Linked DNA regions of Zea mays: region 2 is linked to region 1. The links are chromatin contacts, called in public Hi-C maps. All regions are on one chromosome and are shown on one strand. The core of a region is the stretch at or near the end of the contact, and the rest is flanking DNA. Distances in the headings are between cores, read along the strand shown. Region 1 has its middle 96 kb from the start of LOC103650743. Region 2 has its middle 110 kb from the start of LOC103650745.

The links. Hi-C and Micro-C count contacts between places; a contact is called where the count stands out from the background.
Region 2: a contact with region 1 is called in a Hi-C map of ear, with 1.9 times the contacts expected there. The contact joins two enhancer-like sites. A contact is called at or near these places in 4 of 25 Hi-C or Micro-C datasets (ear, root tip and tassel).

Annotation. Positions count from the first base shown.
Region 1 is chr3:151,751,680-151,754,825 of Zm-B73-REFERENCE-NAM-5.0, forward strand. No RefSeq gene overlaps it. Among protein-coding and RNA genes, the nearest start is that of LOC103650743, 96 kb to the right of the region's middle. Within about 2 kb of position 1,527, at least 17 of the 20 cell types and tissues checked have an H3K27ac peak or open chromatin away from gene starts, as enhancers often do. A contact at or near this core is called in ear and tassel, where this site is marked.
Region 2 is chr3:151,977,441-151,980,853 of Zm-B73-REFERENCE-NAM-5.0, forward strand. No RefSeq gene overlaps it. Among protein-coding and RNA genes, the nearest start is that of LOC103650745, 110 kb to the right of the region's middle. Within about 2 kb of position 1,476, at least 16 of the 20 cell types and tissues checked have an H3K27ac peak or open chromatin away from gene starts, as enhancers often do. A contact at or near this core is called in ear and tassel, where this site is marked.

The sequences.
Region 1 (3,146 bases), core at 277-2,776:
CGCGAGGGCACGAGAGACGACTGATCGACTAGCTACGCTATAGCTAGCATATGATGCCATGCATGACATTGACATGCATGGGGACGGAGGAGCGCGATGCAATTATGCAGGCAGGCATGGGCATATGCGTGGCGCAGGGAGCGGTCGGCCAGGCCTAGTAGCTCTTCTATTCTATGGTTGGTCTCGATCTTTTTTTCCCGCCGGCACCCGGCAGGGCAGGGCAGGGCAGCAACTTTTCCCGTGCTACAGGTTGACAGGACGTGAAACTAGGAAAAAAGGGGAAGAGATGTGTCGTGAAGACATGGGGATCGAGCGCCTGCCTGCCTCTGCTTCCACTGTACTTTGCGCCCAGCTCTAGTGCCTGCCCTGGGGTGGCTCAGCTGTGGCTTGCATGCATGTGACTATATGTTCCTCACGTCAAAAGCTGGGGGCACACACAGATATCATATCAGAGCTAGCTAGTAGGGACTGGCTGGCCCCCCAGATCAGACGACCTGCGCTGCGTTGCGTGCTTTTTCCTTGCTTCAATTCAACTCGATATAATAACACAAAGTGCACGTGTAAGTAGCGATAACAAATGCGTCCATGTGACGGGGGTGAATGCATGCATGCCTCGGTCGTCGCAGACTCGCAGTCCCTCCCTCCCAGGCTGCTCTCTGTACTACGTCGTACACGACGTGCGCACGCGCGCGGCGGCAGATGGTGACCCGCACGTACGTACGTACTGACATGGCATTGCATTGTACGGCAGCACAGAGGAGTAAGTACGTATACATGTGTGTGCGGGTACGAAAAGAGAGGGCATGCACCATGCAGGACAGGAGTAGGTGTAGAGAGTGAAGTAGAGTAGTCAAAGTGACGGATCGAGAGGATGGGCAACGTGCTGCTCAGCTGCTGTGTGGGAATGGGATACGATACCGATACGATACGCCGGGCGGGGCGGCGGGAATCTGGAGAGGCGTGCGGTCCGGTGCGGTGGTGCTCTGGTCTCGGCCTCGGTCTGCGTGAGACGACGAGGAGCCTTGCGGCGCGCTCGCTCATGTGCTGCACTGCTGGCTGCTGCGCCTGCGCCTGTCCCTGCGCCCCTATTTGTTTCAGCTTTTTGCAGCTTCTGGCCACCAAAAGCTGATGTGGACTGCCAAACGCGTCAGCTTTTCAGCCAGCTTCTATAAAATTCGTTTAGGTAAAAACTATTTAAAATCAACATAAACATATAATCGGTTGAGTTGTTGCAATAATAGGAATCCGTCACTTTCTAGATCCTGACCCCTATAAACATTTTTATCTTCCTCCGCATGTAATCCTAATAATACTCAGATTCTCCCCACAGCCAGATTCTCTTCACAGCCAGATTCTCAGAAAAGCTGGTCAGAAAAAAGCTGAACCAAACAGGCCCTGCGTTGCGTGTGGAAGAGAAGAAACAGAAACAGCAGCTGCAGTGCAGGGGGCCAGGGACGGATGGATGGATGCAATACATGCGGAGGCGGAGGCGGATGCAAGGGGAGCGGCGCTGGAGCAGTCAAACGTCACATCCTAGTCCTAGGCCGCAAATCATAAGACGCGGACAGCGATGCGTCAATCAGTGGGATCCGCCTCTAGCTCGCCTGCGTGCCTTTCCCCCGCCAATGCATGCAGGTGTGCTTGCAAGCAAACATGGATCCGGGACGACAAGCCATGGCTGGCTGGCCATGCACGCGCCTCGTCCTACCGATGCTGCTGCTGCCAAGCGATGCAAGGCCTTCCACTACAGTAAACGAAACAACTTCCGACGGTCAAAGCCGTCGGACATAAACTTTAAACCATCAAAGATAGTTTATGCCCAACGGTTTTTAGTTATCTCCGACGGTCTCTGGCGTCGAACATATTGGGTCGGACATAAGCTATCTCCGACGGCCGCAGCCACCCGTCGGACGTAGCAAGTGTCAACCGTTTTAATGGTCGATTGGTATGACCCACAGACTTATGTCCGACGGTTTATACTAAGCCGTCGGACATAACCAACGCTTATGTTCGACGGTTTACACTAAACCGTCGGACATAAATAACCCTTATATCCGACGGCTGCCCGTCAGGCCGTCGGACATAATAAATTTCAGAAATTACACAAAATTCTATTTTTAAAAAATCTGACATTTACAAATAAAAACAGATTTCATGCAAATATACACAGAATTCATATACAACCACATATTCACAACCACAAATATACTCACATAAGTATTCACATTCACAAATTGGAAATAACGACATATAGTTCCAAATAGTCTCAACAAGTCTTTTGCATCAACATATAGGTCCAAAATAAAAACCGACATTGTTCGACAGATAGGGTTTGACATGAACAGTAATAGTTCCAAATTAAACACATTTGATCAACTATCACTCATATTCATCGCCTGGTTGGTTCGAGTTATAGCCACTTCCTCCGGATGGACTATGCGTGTTGAAAAGGTTGTTCACCCAAGAATGCGATGCGTCGTCTTGACCAGACCCATCTCCAGGTGCGGCAACTGAAGCGGGTGGTGTCTGAAATCCCTATAACACACGCACATGAAATAGTGACCACTCAGTTTTTCATTTAAACACATAAGACATCTATGAACATGTCAAACACGCATATGTGTACATACCATAGAGAATTGTGACGGAGGCGGAGGTGGAGGCGCCAGCATTGGCATTGGCAGTGCAAAGTCCGGAGGCGGCATCCCATATGTGGGCATCGAGACGCCCGTTTGTTGGGCTAGTTGCTAAAAATTATATAAAAGCCATTGTTGAGCAAATAAGATATACATCATGTGTTTTGCAAAATAAGGTACAAAATGTTACTTCAACTTACCGAGAGAAGAGCTTGATTTTGGGCCTGTAGGTTTGCATAATACTCGTTCTTCTTCTTCTGGTACTCAGCTTGTTGTCTCTGGTACTCAGATTGTTGCCTCTGGTACTCCAATTGTTCCCTCAAAACTGATTGATGATACTCTGCCTGTTGACGCAACACTACAAGCTCTATCTCTTGGGCAGATGATCGTGAACGGGACGACTGTGAAGATGACGATGTGGACTGTCGTCCACGACGTCTCAGCTCCCTAGAATCAATCGTAGAATAAAAAATACCCAACCTACAAGAGTGAACCATGCACTTAGTATAG
Region 2 (3,413 bases), core at 226-2,725, 230 kb after region 1:
AGCGGTGGCCCGATCCCTTGACATATATATATATTGGCAGACGTTGACTACGCTTACATGTCTATCTGTATCTGTAGGAGATGGATCATCCGATAATGGATGGCTGCTGGCCCGCGTGCACGGCAGGTCCGGTCGGTCAGCGCGTGTTTTCCATGGAACGAGCATGCTGGATCGGTCAAAGAAAGCAGTGGATGTGGATGGATGGGCACATCCCCTTGTACAACAGCTCTCCAATGAACCCTAGACACTTGTGCGCCGGAGTGTGTTGTGACTTGTGAGCCCTGACGACCGGCGCTTCTGCCTGCCTGCTGCTGACGGTGCTGGTGGTTGGCACAACACAATCCATGATATCGATGGAGCGACGAGCTGAGCTGGTGATGGTAGATGAGGTCGCTGATGTGACAAGTAGTAGGCAGCACTGGAGCAGGAGGAGGGAGGAGGACGGACGGACGGACGGACATACAGCGACGGGCACTGCTCACTCTGTCACACCCCTGGCCGCAATCGAATACCGATGGAGGAGGAGGATGCATATATGGATCACAGTTCTCTCACAGGAAACGTCGCCGCGCCGATTGTGTCGAGGAGACTGACGGTACGGTGGCTGGCGAGCTGCCGTGCACGCAGGCAGCGCGGCCGGGCCCCGCGCGCCCTGAAATTCCGTGCCCCGGCCGGATGATTTTAAAATCTACTGCTACTACTAGCCGGCCGCGCCGACTCCGAGCGCCGTGGCCGTGGTCATGGGCTCATGGCGGAGACGGTGGCGCCCACACTAGCTGACACTGCTGCGCCTGCATGCGCTGCGCTGCGCTCCACTGCACCCAACGTCCGCCGAGCAGTACCGGCCACAACCCCCTCACCCTCCCTCCCCCCAGTCGATCCGTCGTCGTCATGGCATGGCCCCAATAACTACCACTCCCAGTCCGGCCGACTGCACTTCTCTTTTTCACGTCACGTACTACCGCTTGCGCCCCGCCCCGCCCCACCTTTTCGGCTCATCGTCAGCGGCCAACGGTGACGGCGAGAAGACTGCCGGCGGCGGCAGGGGCACGGACGATAGACGCTACTACTGCGCCTCTCGTGGTGTACCGCCAGCAGCCAGGCCAAATTAACGTCCCAAGCGGCCCCCCGTGACGTACGTACCGATCGGCGTGGTGCATCTGCATGCGCTGCGGCCTACGGGAGTCGTCGTCCGACGTTCCGGCCATGAGCATTGGGCAAGAGCCTCTCGTCTCCGGAGTACGCTACAGCGAGCGAGCACGGAGCGCCGGCCGGCCCGAGACCCAACGCGACGACCCCCCAAACGCAAGTCCCAACGTTCCCAAGTATAGGAGTAGGCATGCATGTGATGCACGCAACGGCATCGCTCGCATGCCGGCGGCCGGCCCCGCCACGCTCCTAGTAGCCTTTAATTTCCTTTAGGAAGCAGGTCGGCTCCCGGGCGTGCAGGCCAGCGTGCGCGGGGCCGGGGCCGCCCTCCCCACGTTTCCCGCACGGCCCGACTCCCGAGCTATAGGACCTCTCGGCCGGACGGATCGGAGCTAGCTACTAGCTGGCAGCAGGAAGAGGAAGCCAAGCCAAGCACCCCCCCCCCCCCCCCCCCCCCCCCCCCCCCCCTGCGCTGCGCTTCTGCTCCTCCTATGGCCTGACTCCGCGACGCTCGGCCCCGGCAGACGACCCGGCGCGGCTGGCTAACTCAGCTCAGCTCGTCTGACGACGGGCGCCTGTTGCGCCGGCCGGCTGCTGCTAGTTGCGCGCGGTGTCTGATTCTGATTCTGCTTCTGATCGGATCAGGGGGCCGGAGAGCGGGGGCTAATAACTGGTGTAAGACTTCCGGCCGGTTCCCATGGGCGGGCCCAAGGGGTGGGGTTTCATGGGTATTCATTAAATACCCATGTTTTTGTGATCTATAGTGTTAGAACACTAAGGACCCTTTTGGTAGGGCTTATTTTTCAGCTTCGGCTCTGGCTCATGTAAAAGTTGTGCCAAACACCTCTTTTTCAAATGGCTTCACCAGTGAAGTGCTTTTCCAAAATGAACTAGAGGGCATGAGCCAAAAAAAGTGGCTTACCCGGCTTCAGCTCACGTCATTTTTGCACAATAGCCCTCCCACCATTCCAAATTATTATTTTTTGGTCCTACCCTCAATCCCTAGCCACGTACAGGAGAGATCGACCTATACAAGGGTCTTTCTGAAAAACAACCTATAAGCCATTTTGTCAAATGATTTTTCAGAATGACTTTGGCTCATCTAAAGAAGTGGCTTCACCTCGTCAGCCAGAGCCAAAACCGTTTTTAGAGAAGCCAGAGCCCTGCCAAAGGGGCCCTAATTTGTTAATAATGTATTACATAAAATAGCGTTAGAATACTAAATTCTTTAACCTTTTGAATTTTTGAATACTTAATCTCAAAATCTCAAAATATCTGGGCCCGCTTCTGTTCCCACTTCCCCCTACCCCACGCGCGCCGCGCCTACCCGGCCTGCTGTCCTCAGCTAGCATGCATGTGCATGCGCCCGCCCGGCGTTCCCTCCACGACGTCGTCCAGGCCCTCCGGCCTCGATTCTGGCAGAGGAACACAGAAGCCACCGTGCACCGGTCGCCGTACGTACGCACAGTGGCAGAGACGCGGCTAGCTGATGGCTCGTGTACGTGTTGGAGTTAGGCTTGCTTTACCAGAGGACCGCCGCCTGCTGATGGCCTCTGCCCGGCATCCAGCTCTTGCCACGTACATGCAGCAGGGCTAGAAATCTGGAACGGAATGGGCCGGGGCCGGTAAACGTACGTAGCGTGCTCACGGCCGTTGTTTTGGCTACAGTTTCCAAATTACGCATGTGTGTGCCTTTTTTGTTTCAGGTGCACCAAACATACGTACGCACAAGGACCTACAGACAGTTGCACACTTGCATGCATTCCACTGAGAATTCGTGCTACCACTTTGGAGTAATATACTTCAACTATATACATATTCCATCAAATACGCCACCGTATGATACCACTATGCTAGGTATAGTCTACAATGATCAATGTAGCTCACCCGCCGCCGTTTTATTAGGTACCGAGGACTAGCTGGCACTCTATTCTCTAGTTAGTTGATACAACTTATTGTTAGGGGACGAGTACAGTCACGTGAGCAATTCTATGCTGTCTAAATACGTACATGGGCTAGTACGTAGTTTAGTTTCTTCTTGCCAACTCCGGGCCCTAAAGCAGTTGAGGTCCATGGCGTCTAAGACTGTCTTCAATGCTTTCCTCTACAGCTTTCCCCTGTCTACTGCAGCGGCTAAAGTTAAACGCTAAATGCCACAACGGTTCTCTCTACGAGCCTCCCTATCCGGTAGCATTCTTCTCTCTCCCTCTAGATGCAGAGGAACGCTATCCCGCGGCGGCCGGTCAGTTCTCCTCCACGCTCGC